Regions from separate parts of the Mus musculus genome. Here regions 2, 3 and 4 are each linked to region 1. A link is a contact called in public HiChIP or PLAC-seq data. All regions are on one chromosome and are shown on one strand. The core of a region is the stretch at or near the end of the contact, and the rest is flanking DNA. Distances in the headings are between cores, read along the strand shown. Region 1 overlaps Cald1 (caldesmon 1). Region 2 overlaps Bpgm (2,3-bisphosphoglycerate mutase). Region 3 overlaps Slc23a4 (solute carrier family 23 member 4). Region 4 has its middle 19 kb from the start of Cald1.

Region 1 (2,847 bases), core at 176-2,675:
TTAGAAAATAGAGGGCCATATTAAGTAGCATATGGGTGGTTCCCTTAGGTGGCTTTGTAAGAGTCACATAAGACCCTGTATATTTACTTGAAGACTTACGTTCCTCTCGACTTTAGTAGAATGTGTGGTTTGACCGTGAGCCCTGGCTATCTGAAGGAGGGAGGAGATGCAAATACTGATGACCCGGAAACTGAATTTAGCTCTACCAGGCAGCTAAGGAGACGGCTGAACACCCTGGACTGTGTAAAGGTCCATCTGTACGACAAAGCTGTCTCAGAACCAAACTCAAATAGTGTCAGACACGGGAAGAAAGCGTGAGATCTGCAACTCAGTGGTGAAATGTGGGCAGAGGGCTTCAGTAAATACCCTCTGCTGATGTGAAAGTTCATTTAGGCCAGAGAGTGATTCACTTTTAATGGCCAAAGCATCCCACGCCTCCATCTGAGTCAGAGGAGGCTCATCCTCAGTCATCCCTCTGCCTCTTCTCAGATAAGGGAAAGTCCATGGTATCAGTCAGACACCCCAGGGAATAGCTGCTTTCCAGTCCCTTTCCCAGTGTCCCTTTCCCAGTTTGCCGAACAGCACATTCCAGGGCTCAGAACTTCCGGCTCCTTTTTTATACCAGGCTAGATAATCACCTCCAATCAGCCTTTTCAAAAGATCAATTTTAAGATCTTATCATTGTATATAGATAAACTGCGACTGAATGGATAGAGTTCTCCCTTCCCAACTAGCTGGACTGGCGTGTTATATAGGCAATTTAAAATCATTTAGCATGATTCAGACATTTTGAATAACCCTTTCCTATTATGCCCTCCCTTCATTTCTTTTCTTTCTTTCCTTCTTTCCCTTCCTTTTTTCTTTCTTTCCTTCCTCTCCTCTCTTCTCCTCTCCTCTTTCTTCCTTTCTTCCTTTTGTTTGTTCTTTCCTTTTTTCCTTTCCTTCCTTCCTTTCCTTTCTTCTTTCTTTTATCACAAAAGCAAGCAGAAACCTTTCCTGGCAGGATTAGGGATCCATACAACATAAGCAGCTAGGCCAATCGAAAGTGAACACAAACATTCCTCTGCCCTGCTAAGGGAAGCATTTCCCAAAGTCCCTCCAGTGCTTTAAAACACAAACAAATAAACAAATCCCCTGTATTCCTCCACCGCAGCTGAGCTCTGTGGCAGCCATGGAGTGCAGATGATCTCTGACTCTGAGACATAGTTAAGTTTCTGTCTCTCCTCTTCCATTACAAGCTGTCTCTTTTCAGTTCTTCTATTTGGTTTTGTTTTCTTGGCTTTTAACAAAGAGAGAGAGAGAGAGAGAGAGGGAGAGAGAGAGAGAGAGAGAGAGTCAGTCACAGGGTCTTTTGTGACTTCGAATCTAATATTCCTGTCACCCAGGCCCACATGTCCTGAACAGACAGTGTGACCATAGCATGCATGTGCATCCAGGAATTTGGTTAAAGAATGACTCAGGCGCTTTAAGCTGGAGTCTAAGCTCTCTGCTGAAGGTCTAAGTTGTCCATGAGCCAAATTTCAGGAGCAAGGAGCCAGGAGGACATGTGTGGGGTAGAGCAGGGATCCAGATGAGGATTTGGGGATCTGAAGCTCATGAAGGCCTGCAACTGACATCCAAGTCTTGCTGTTATTCTGGAACTTTGTCGTGCAGAGTAGCATGACTCAGAGACTCCCGTCTCAGGCGGGTCCATGTGTTCCCTTGGGCTCCTGAGTTCTCTCCAGCTTAAGGTCACGCCTCCTAAGTTCCCACACCCCCATATGCTCATGCTTTCTACCACTAAGTAGCCCAGCTAAACGGAGTCTCATCCAAACATCTAAGAATCTAGAGGCTGTTTAAAGTACAGCCATGTTATCTGTGAATGAAGAGACCTGCTTGCTCTTTCAACACTTGTGACCACCCAGTGACCTTTCCGCAGAGATCTTTCTTGGTGGTAACATTCCAAGATACCTAAGAGATCTAGTTCCCAGCGACTCAGAAGGCTGTGGGCTTGCCATGAATTTGCCATAGAATCTAATCCACTCTACTCTTTAAACTAAAATTTAAGGATCCCCTGGAGTCTTTTATTTATTTCTCAGGAGAAAATAACTTTCAGTCCAACGCTAGTCATCATTATTACATTAAGAATGTTTCTAAGAAAGTTTTCCCCCTGAGAATATGAGGAGACCACCCACCAAAACCCTTCCCAACAAGTAGAGTGGGAGACTCTTCTTCTCATAGACATCTAATGCTTTTACAAAGCTATTTTAAGGTTTTGTTTTGTCTTTTTTTTTTTTTTGTTTTGTTTTTTTTTTTTTTTTTTTTTGGCCAGTAAATCTGATAATACCTTTTGGGGAAATGAAAATATTTCTGACTTCAAAATAAAAGAAGTGAGTTAAAAGAAATTTACCTAAGCAGTTGCCACCATAAACTGTAAGACTTGACTCAGAATTTGTTTCATGGGTATCCTGGGAATATCTCCCCTCACCTCTATATTTGTATTCCCAGATACATATTAACCAGGGTGTGAACTCTAGGCCATGGTGTCTAGGACTCTATCCAACAGTGACAGGCCAAAATGAAACTAGACTGTCTCCTCCTGCCTTTTCAGTGACTACCAATATGTTCTAAAGGGCAAGGACAGCCACCAAGCATTCTACTCTCTACACTGCTCTACAGGGCCCAAGCCTCCTTCTCTCACTCATAATCATCCAGGGGCCAAGAGGACAATAAGATGGTGGGATGTGGAAAGTGATCACTTCATCTCACTATATCTTGATGAGATTCCCAGAGAAACTGGGTTGGTAACAGCCCTAGAATCAAACGGCCTCCTTGGTCGAAGACAAATCTGCCAGAGAGGACATGGCG
Region 2 (2,847 bases), core at 123-2,622, 250 kb before region 1:
GTGTTCTAGTTTGTTACCATGACTTAGAGGGAGTGCCGGCAGGTTGACTTTCTTTTTTTCTTCTTCTTCTTCTTCTTCTTCTTCTTTTTTTTTTTTTTCAGTTTTCCGAGACAGGGTTTCTCTGTATAGCCCTGGCTGTCCTGGAACTCACTTTGTAGACCAGGCTGGCCTCAAACTCAGAAATCCGTCTGCGTCTGCCTCCTGAGGGCTGGGATTAAAGGCGTGCGCCACCACGCCCAGCCTGCAAATTGACTTTCGGAAGCTACTCCTGCACGTAGAAAATAAGTTATTTAAGTTTTCCATTTTGGGTATCAATTTACTCACATGGTTTTCTCCTAAACTTTCGTTCTTTCTTATCTGAAATGCTTCCACCATTTCCAGTGGTTGCAGTGGGTTTCGAGAAGCTCCTGCATAGAGACTGGAGAATTAAAGATGCTCTAGGTATTCCGATGCTTGCCTATGGTAGGCTCGGCCCTCCAGAGGCTGGGGTAGAAAATTTCCAGTTCAAGGCAAGCCTGTGCCACATAGTTAAACGCTGAAGACACCAGGTGTAAAGTGAAGAGATGGCTTCAGAGGGACTGTGATGGAAAGAAGGTAGAGAGAGAGAAAGAACCTGGTGCCATTTCCAAGAAGGCGCTCTTGGACTTGGTTAAACGTGAACTGGAGACTGGGGTGGTGTTCTGCTAGAATGTGTGAAGCCCTGCCTTTTGATCAACAGCGCTGCATAAAACTGGGTGTGGTGGTGCAGGCGTCCTCATAGCACCCGGGGGGGCGGGGGGGGGGGTGGTGGTGGTGGAAAGAGGAGAATCGGAGATTCTGTGTCATCCTCAGCTACGAAGTGAGGCTAAGGTTAGCCTGGGCTACATGAGTCCTAATGATTTAAATAAATAAATAAACAAATCAATAAATCAAAAGCTGAGCTAGGCAGGAGGTGTGATACCTGACTACACATTTTAGCTTCTGTTTGGTGGCCCAGTGGATGGATTTTTAAGAGTATAATGCATAGCATCTTTTGCTGGTTTGGTTTGGGGCAGTGCAGCGGGGAAGTTCTGTTTACTTAGCTTTCCTAGGATGAAGCATTTAGTATATGCCAACTTTTAGTAACAAGCAATGGCTTCCCTGTGGTTTTCTTAATTTGCTATTTTAAAATGTCAGCCGCTTAGGTCTCATTGACTGATTAGTAACCAGTCTAAGCATTTTAAGAATTTGTAAGTAATTAGTTTACTCTGTGAATAGCTTGAGGCATTATTAAAATAGAATGTTAACTTCATTGGAAACTTTTTTTTTTTAAGTTCTCTTTCTGTTAGTGGCATGCTATAGTCTGGAGGCCTTTGTTTAGTGGACTCACACAGGGATGAGTCATTAAATAAAAGCAAACCTTGGGCAAGGACTTGGCCTGCTGGCTCCTGTTGCATCGAAGTCAAACCACTGAGTCCCCTGTGATGCACTCCAGCTTCCTGATGCAAACCTAGAACATGTTTCTGAGATCGCACAGGTGACCTCTAGACCTGGCCATCTGCTTCCTGGGCTTAGCTGTTTTAAGTCAGACAGACTTGCTCCTCCCTGTTTCCTGTGAGAACACTGGGACTGATGTCCAGTTAGCACGCAGCCTTTACCAGAGCTGAGCAAAAATTAAAACATTCTCTTTCACCTTCAGTGTTAGAAACAGCAGTAAACAATGCAGAAGACCAGGGTTTAAGTGCTGACTGCAAGGACAGCTCAGTTTTTATAGACTTAAAAGCCTTGAGACTTGAACAGGCCTTTTGGATCTGCTTAGTATTTTTGTTAACAGCTGTAGTGAGCTAAAACCCACATGTAACTGCCCCTGAGAGTGGTTTTTAGTGTGTAGTTAGTTGTACAAGTAACTGTAGAGGATGGTTCCAGACGTCCCTGCAGTTAACAAAAATCTGTAGGTCGATGTTCAAGTCCCGGTGTGAAGCAGGTGGTGTCTGTACATAGCTGATGCACGTTGCCTCCTACTCCTCAGATTGTCTGTGGCCTCGAACTGTGGGAATCGGTGCTCTACTCTGATGCAGGGAGTGGCAAGGGGAAAAGGTTTCGACTGGTGCAGATGCATTTGTTTCCCGACAGTTTCCATTGGTGACCGATTGAATCCGTATCTGAGGGTCCAGTGGATGTGAGTGATGTCCACGGTCCTCGATCCATCGACACAGTGTTTATAAGTAAGGACCAGAGACAATGCTGATCAAGGGGTATTAAGTCGCAGCTGTAGCAGAATAAGAAGTTCTGTTGTGTTGTTGCATACGTGGTAGGACGACAGCAGCTGAGTTATGTTCAAGATTGCTCAGAAAACTAGAAGAAAGGATTTGGAATGTTTTTATTGTAAGAAATAATGATAATAAAATATGTAAGTTATGCTTAGCTTGATTCAAATGTAGATAGATTCTTCTAATTTTTCCCCAAAGGAAACTGCTCCTCCAATGGCAATGTCTGGTTCTCCCAGCCCTGGGCAGCTGCTAATCCACTTGCGTCACTATGGGCTTCTCTGCTCTGAACATTTTCTGTTGATGGAGTCATACAATAAGTAGTCTTTTTGTGACTGGCCTTTTAAAAGCCATTTACATATTGTTGGGGACAGAACCCAAGGCCTTGTGGGCTTTATGCAAGCACTACTGAAAGCTATATTCCAGCACTTTAAAAAAAAACTTACTACAGTGTTTTCCATATCAATAACATATATCAGTGTTTCATCCCTGTTCAAATAATATTCCACCATCCTGCCCAGTCACACTCATCTGCTCACTAGTTGGCAGCAATTTCAGTGTTTCTGTATTTTGGCTATTATCTGTAATGCTGCTGTGGAGATTTATATATAACTTTTGATAT
Region 3 (2,847 bases), core at 104-2,603, 220 kb after region 1:
TGAAGTGACCTAGAGAGTGACTGTGCTGGCTAGTTGTGTGTCAACTTGACACAGGCTGGAGTTATCACAGAAAAAAGGAGCTTCAGTTGAGGAAATGCCTCCATGAGATCCAACTGTAAGGCATTTTCTCAATTAGTAATCAAGGGGGAAAGGCCCCTTGTGGGTGGGACCATCTCCGGGCTGGTAGTCTTGGGTTCTATAAGAGAGCAGGCTGAGCAAGCCAGGGGAGGCAAGCCAGTAAAGAACATCCCTCCATGGCCTCTGCATCAGCTCCTGCTTTCTGACCTGCTTGAGTTCCAGTCCTGACTTCCTTGGTGATGAACATCAGTATGGAAGTGTAAGCTGAATAAACCCTTTCCTCCCCAACTTGCTTCTTGGTCATGATGTTTGTGCAGGAATAGAAACCCTGACCAAGACAGTGATTAAATATGTTAAATATGTCTCTTCCACATCTTAATCTACTGAAGGAATGCAGAAAAATGTAAACACCTTGAGCAGCACCTTAAAACAAAGTTCAGATGTGACTACATCATTGATAAAGACTGTTCCTGGTCATCTGACGTGAGTGTTATCCTCCAAACTTCATAGGTGACCTCACTGATGACCTATCCCAAGTGCAAGATACATGTCCATGAGAAACAGACCAAGAGACCAGCATCTTCCTCCCTCCCTCACTTCGCCAATCTCTCTTGATTCCCTATCTCTAATGAGCTTATGTGCAGTTCTCTTAAAACCTCCAGACCTGATGTCTGACCTTCCAACATATCTATGGGAGGATCCAAGAAGTTGTGATGAGACTTGTAGATGATGCTGATGCAGCAGCCCAGGGTCCATCCTGTCTGTATCCTTCAGAATTGAGAGTCTCAGCTTATGAGACAAAAAGGGAAGGAAAAAGGGATCCTGCTGAGACTTTTAGAATTCTGAGCCACTCTCCATCACTTAATGAGAAGTTTAAAGTGCACTGAGAAGATGAGAATACTGGAAGCTGTCCATGATGAAGAAAGGAAACCTGGGGCAATCAAGATGACACAGCAAGTAAGGGCACCGGTGGCCAAGCCTGATACCTGAGTTATAACCCTGGAACCTGCATGGTGGAAGGAAATAACTGTCTCCTGTGCGTTGTCCATGATGTATGCTGTACCTCCTCTGATAAATAAGTGTAATTTTTAAATATAAAAGATGAAGGGAACATTTTGTCCCAGGAACTATAAGCTCAATGACTTTACCGTAGAAGGAGAAGTAAACAAAACAGGAGACTGCCAGCTTCTGACCTGGAAGCTAACAGACAGCAACTAAGCATCCCAAACAGGGCTCAGGACCCATTTGCAAAATGAAACTGAAAGTTTCAAGCGATCGAGAAGTTGCCGTCAACACCCAAGTGTTCCAGACTGGAAGAGCAAGGAACACCATGTTGACATGTCACTGTGACTCACAGTCTGTGACTTTGGCCTGTGCAGAATCTTACAGCAAGAAAGTAAAGGATTCCTTGGTCTGAAGACTTAGTGAAGACTTTCTTTAGGAAGCAAGTGAAACAGTGTAGGTGGCCACAAAATACAGAAGAGGAAACACTCCTAAATGACTTTGGGATAATCTTTTAAAAGAATAAAACTCTAGTAGAAAACAAATGATGGTTTGCATAGATGCGACAGATATACAATACATCCCTTGAAAGAAGAATTTGACATTACAAAGTTGCCAGATATCCCAGATTCATCTTTTGAGGTAATGCAAATGCTACCAGCATTCCAAAATGTTCCATTTCACTCAGCAAAATGCTTTGAAAATTAATCTGGAATAATGAAAAAAAAAGCTAGAATAATTTAAAGGAAAGTACAATAACCATTCAAATGCAGCTGTCCATGATGAATAATTTAGAAATAGTTCTAAAAGAAAACATAATGAGGAAAAACAAACTCAACCAAAAAAAGGATGCAACAAAGTTATCAATTTTAAAACAGAGAGAAACAGGATTGAGAGATGGCTCAGTCTTTAAAAATGTTTGCCGCACATGTAGGAGGAGAGGAGTTTGGCGTCCAGCAGACATATAAAAACTTGGATTGTCCCACACAACCCTGTAACTCCTGCAGTTTGGTGAGCAGGGACAGGAACATTGTAAGACTTGTTGGCTGCCACCCTAGGTGAAATAACACACCTCCAGGTTCAAGAAGAGACCTTGCTACAAAGGGACAAAGCAGAGGGACAGAGGACACCTGGCACCTCCCTCGAGTTTCTGTTTGAGTTATGTGTGGTCAAGGAAACACATGTACATACACCACACAGACAGACAGACAGACAGACAGACAGACAGACAGACACACACACACACACACACACACACACACACACACTTATGTAGTTTCTTCTGAAATTAAAGCCTTCCATTTTGAAGGGAAACTTAAGAAAGGATGCTTGTAGGGAAGAAAAACAGGATGTTCTAAGGAGGGGTGACATATTTCAAGGAATCTCATTAAGACAGGAAGTACACAACTCAAAATAGCTTCAGGGAGTTCCTGAAACTGATCAGATCCACTAGGACACACCCTCCCTTCCCAGATGTATATAAACTGTAAAGACTGCTGAGGGTCATTGTCAAATAAGCCAAGCTACAAAGAAGACTCCCAAACAAGCCCATCTGCTGGAAGAAGCTGAGACTCAGTGGGATTGCCTGGAGGAAACAAAGACCTGTTGAGCTGCCTGCACTGTGCTTCAGGTTCCCAACTTTGGTGAACTGTCACTCACGCTGGCATGGGCTTTGGTGACACAGTTGTCTTGGAGTCATTTCTGCTCCTGTAAATAACACTCACCCCTATTTCTGTAAGTAACCCCAATAAAACATTCATTTGCTAA
Region 4 (2,847 bases), core at 137-2,636, 170 kb before region 1:
TGTAGAGAAGAAGAAACTAACAGAAGGTGGGATAAGCCATGTCTTCAATTTTTTTCAAAAGAAAACCTTTTTCAAAAGGAAAACCTTTTTCTGGGGTGTGGAGGTGGGGAAGGGTGGGTGCAGTGAGATCTTGTTGACATTGGCAGTACAAATCTGAGGAAGGGCAGGAGAAGTCCGGCAGATGTATAAAGGGAAAGAATATTCCAGGCAGAGTAAGATGTCATTGTAAAGGCCCGAGCAACACAGTGTGTTGTTGCACAATAGAGTTACAGTGAGGAAAAGGGGTCAGGAGCAGAAAGAGATGAAGTCTGACGCAGGGTGGGGCAAGCTGAGACTTGCAGTATTTCATTCTGAACATGATGGAGAAGCAGAGGACCGTCAGGATTCTGTTCCATTCCTGTTGCAGAAGAAGCGTTCATTGGGGCTGGGGGTTGAAGCTGAAGAAAGAAAGGATGCAAAGAGAGTAAGTTACAGCAAAATCCAGATGAGCAAGCAGGTGCATAGCAGTGAGGATGCTACAAGTAGAGGCAGGAGAGACAGAGACAGAGACATAGAAGATACTAAGAGGCCCTAACCGTCGGTTCATACACACATTTAACCACAGCTTGCACTCAGCATGAAATTTCCCCTATCTTTTGAGTTTAAAATGGGAATCATACTAAGGCAAATTCTATTGTCAGTGGTTTTTTGTTTGTTTGTTTGTTTTGTTTTGTTTTGTTTTTGGTTTGTTTTGCTGTTGCTTTTTTGTTTTGTTTTGGATCATAAAAGCATAACAGCTAGAAAGACAAGAATCCGGACGATATACAGTAATTCCATCTACATAAGTCAAGAGACTCACATGCAAAGCAATATTCAAAACTTTGAAAGGAAACATACAACACAGAGACAGAGCAGAAGAAGATGGTTGCCGGCAGTGGGTAAGGTAAGAGGAGGGTCGCTATAAGACAAAACAGTCCTAGAGCACAAGGGCTTTTTAGACAGAGAAAAATACCAAACACCATTGAGCCTTAGCAATGCATAGTAAGTCATTTGTGTAGTTTGGCACAGGCCTCTTAGAAAACAAATCTTGAGACCATTAGGTTCTGACAATGAGTGGTGGAGGGCAGGAAGCCGGACAGAGCATGCATGCTAGAGGAGGGGCATGGGTGCGATCAGATGGGTCCTTAGAGCATTAGAAATTCTATTTAAAGGTGATCCTAAACACATTTTTCTTTTTTTATTTCTTAACTTCCTGACTAGAACTTCCAAAACCATAGTCTATCCTGATATTGAGGGAAAACTGTGTGCTTTCCTCTCAGTGCCCAGTGGAATGTCACTGATCTCTTTGGAATGACAAATATCAGAAAAAGTTCTGTGGCTGCAGAAAGCAGTGTTCTGTGGTCTACCTAGGGTCAAGGTCCAATAGTCAGGGAGTTGGCAGCGATTAAAGTTTAAAATAACAAAACTCGGAGGGTGAGTTGTATTCCAGTCTTCAGTTTTTATATCAATGGCACTCACTCAGAACTGGGCACCCCTGTTTACAAAGTATGTTTGCATTTATTAATGTTTGCACTCCGTGTCAACTCTGTGAGATGGCTGGTAAGCGCTGAGAGTACTTTCTCAAGTGGCTTAACTTGCAGTGCGTATGCTTTCTGTGTTCTGAAATTCTCCAGGTTCTGAGATTAGGTTCTTAAACTCATTTCTTGCCACAACACTCGCCTACTGACTTCATGGAGATGTGTAAGGGAAAAGTAATGATAACACAGATGGCCCAGGGTCTTGTTTTAAAAGATGCTAGTAAACTAATTAAACACACAGAAAGAGATAATAAGATATATTTCTACTTTTTTAATATTTTGAAACATCTGTAAGCCGATCATTGTAGTTCCCAACTGTCTTAAAAAACAAAAAACAAAAAACACTATTTGACACAGAGCTAGGAACGTTCAAACTGACCCTCCACCCTCAGGTACCTTGCCAACAGAAGACATACGTAGTGCCCAGAGAAAGATTGCCTTATCTATTACACGGAGCCTTAGTCTAAATTCAGGATATGTCCAAAGTAAGTTTGACTGAGCTACGGGAAATCTTGAATCTTCTCATTTCACTAAGAAAATCCAGTTCCCAGTGAAACACAGTCTTTGTTTGACAGCAGAAATGGACAGGAGGAACCGCTAGACCTTCTTCTGAGCATAGCCCCAGACTTCCTGATCACTCTTACTCATGCCTGACAAATGTCCCCATTTGTATCTGACCCCAGATAGATATGCTCCAAGACATAGGACCCTGTTTCAGAGAAGGTGCAGACCAGTCTTCTTGAATCTAGCCCATCTCTAGTTCCATTTTCTTCAGGGAAGGGGAAACACATTAAAATGCTAGTTTGGAAGACTTGCTTGGAGCTCCCTACCTCATAACACCCAAAGTAAGATGGATCACCTAATCTGAGGACCATATAAAGAAGACCAAATTGTTTTTAAAATTTTAAAGTATCATTCTATGATATTTTGTGCTAGTCAGACACTGAAATATGGAGACTAATAATTATCCATATGCCTCTGTCTCCATTCCTAAGTCTGTGTGTACAGCTTGACTATCGTGTCTTGTAGAGCAGCAACACAGGCTTTGAATAGACAAGTTCAATAAAAATTTCCTGGAATGTCTCTATCCCAAAGACTGACTTAGAGATACTACTTCTAAGGACAGGTTTGTGTAGAACATCATGGAATTGAAAATTATACATAAGTACAGGATCTATAACTAGAAAATCACCCCGTGGAAATGGCGAGCAAAGAAGAGGTGGCCATTATAGAGCATTGGGAAGAGCAAGCTAACACTTCTCCAGGAGTCTGGCCATTCACCTCAGTTCCC

The links. HiChIP or PLAC-seq counts read pairs in DNA pulled down with a chosen protein or histone mark.
Region 2: an HNF4G HiChIP or PLAC-seq map of pancreatic cancer cells shows a contact between it and region 1. The contact joins two enhancer-like sites. A contact is called at or near these places in 5 of 39 promoter capture datasets (the C10 cell line, cranial neural crest, frontonasal cranial neural crest and 2 more), 2 of 15 datasets of contacts at CTCF or cohesin (the NIH/3T3 cell line and large pre-B cells), 15 of 484 Hi-C or Micro-C datasets (B cells, B-cell progenitors, the C10 cell line and 12 more), 14 of 115 datasets of contacts at active chromatin or transcription factors (SST interneurons, T-cell acute lymphoblastic leukemia, cardiomyocytes and 10 more) and 1 of 9 other capture datasets (embryonic stem cells).
Region 3: a FOXA1 HiChIP or PLAC-seq map of pancreatic cancer cells shows a contact between it and region 1. The contact joins two enhancer-like sites. A contact is called at or near these places in 3 of 39 promoter capture datasets (cranial neural crest, frontonasal cranial neural crest and maxillary cranial neural crest), 1 of 115 datasets of contacts at active chromatin or transcription factors (pancreatic cancer cells) and 1 of 9 other capture datasets (liver).
Region 4: an HNF4G HiChIP or PLAC-seq map of pancreatic cancer cells shows a contact between it and region 1. The contact joins two enhancer-like sites. A contact is called at or near these places in 6 of 39 promoter capture datasets (the HPC-7 cell line, cranial neural crest, embryonic stem cells and 3 more), 2 of 15 datasets of contacts at CTCF or cohesin (CD8 T cells and the NIH/3T3 cell line), 3 of 484 Hi-C or Micro-C datasets (bone marrow-derived macrophages, long-term hematopoietic stem cells and pancreatic cancer cells), 2 of 115 datasets of contacts at active chromatin or transcription factors (embryonic stem cells and pancreatic cancer cells) and 3 of 9 other capture datasets (adipose tissue, liver and pancreatic islet).

What each region holds. Positions count from the first base shown.
Region 1 is chr6:34,749,271-34,752,117 of GRCm38.p6, forward strand. The region is part of intron 5 of Cald1 (caldesmon 1); the gene reads left to right. Among named protein-coding and RNA genes, the nearest start is that of Gm38787, 18 kb to the left of the region's middle. Within about 2 kb of position 1,426, at least 70 of the 459 cell types and tissues checked have an H3K27ac peak or open chromatin away from gene starts, as enhancers often do. A contact at or near this core is called in the NIH/3T3 cell line, a colorectal cancer cell line, pancreatic cancer cells and 1 more, where this site is marked.
Region 2 is chr6:34,496,974-34,499,820 of GRCm38.p6, forward strand. All of the region lies in intron 2 of Bpgm (2,3-bisphosphoglycerate mutase), which reads left to right. Among named protein-coding and RNA genes, the nearest start is that of Gm52898, 13 kb to the right of the region's middle. Within about 2 kb of position 1,373, at least 70 of the 459 cell types and tissues checked have an H3K27ac peak or open chromatin away from gene starts, as enhancers often do. A contact at or near this core is called in the NIH/3T3 cell line, a colorectal cancer cell line, pancreatic cancer cells and 1 more, where this site is marked.
Region 3 is chr6:34,964,973-34,967,819 of GRCm38.p6, forward strand. All of the region lies in intron 2 of Slc23a4 (solute carrier family 23 member 4), which reads right to left. Among named protein-coding and RNA genes, the nearest start is that of Slc23a4, 12 kb to the right of the region's middle. Within about 2 kb of position 1,354, at least 38 of the 459 cell types and tissues checked have an H3K27ac peak or open chromatin away from gene starts, as enhancers often do. A contact at or near this core is called in pancreatic cancer cells, where this site is marked.
Region 4 is chr6:34,578,330-34,581,176 of GRCm38.p6, forward strand. No RefSeq gene overlaps it. Among named protein-coding and RNA genes, the nearest start is that of Cald1, 19 kb to the right of the region's middle. Within about 2 kb of position 1,387, at least 17 of the 459 cell types and tissues checked have an H3K27ac peak or open chromatin away from gene starts, as enhancers often do. A contact at or near this core is called in pancreatic cancer cells, where this site is marked.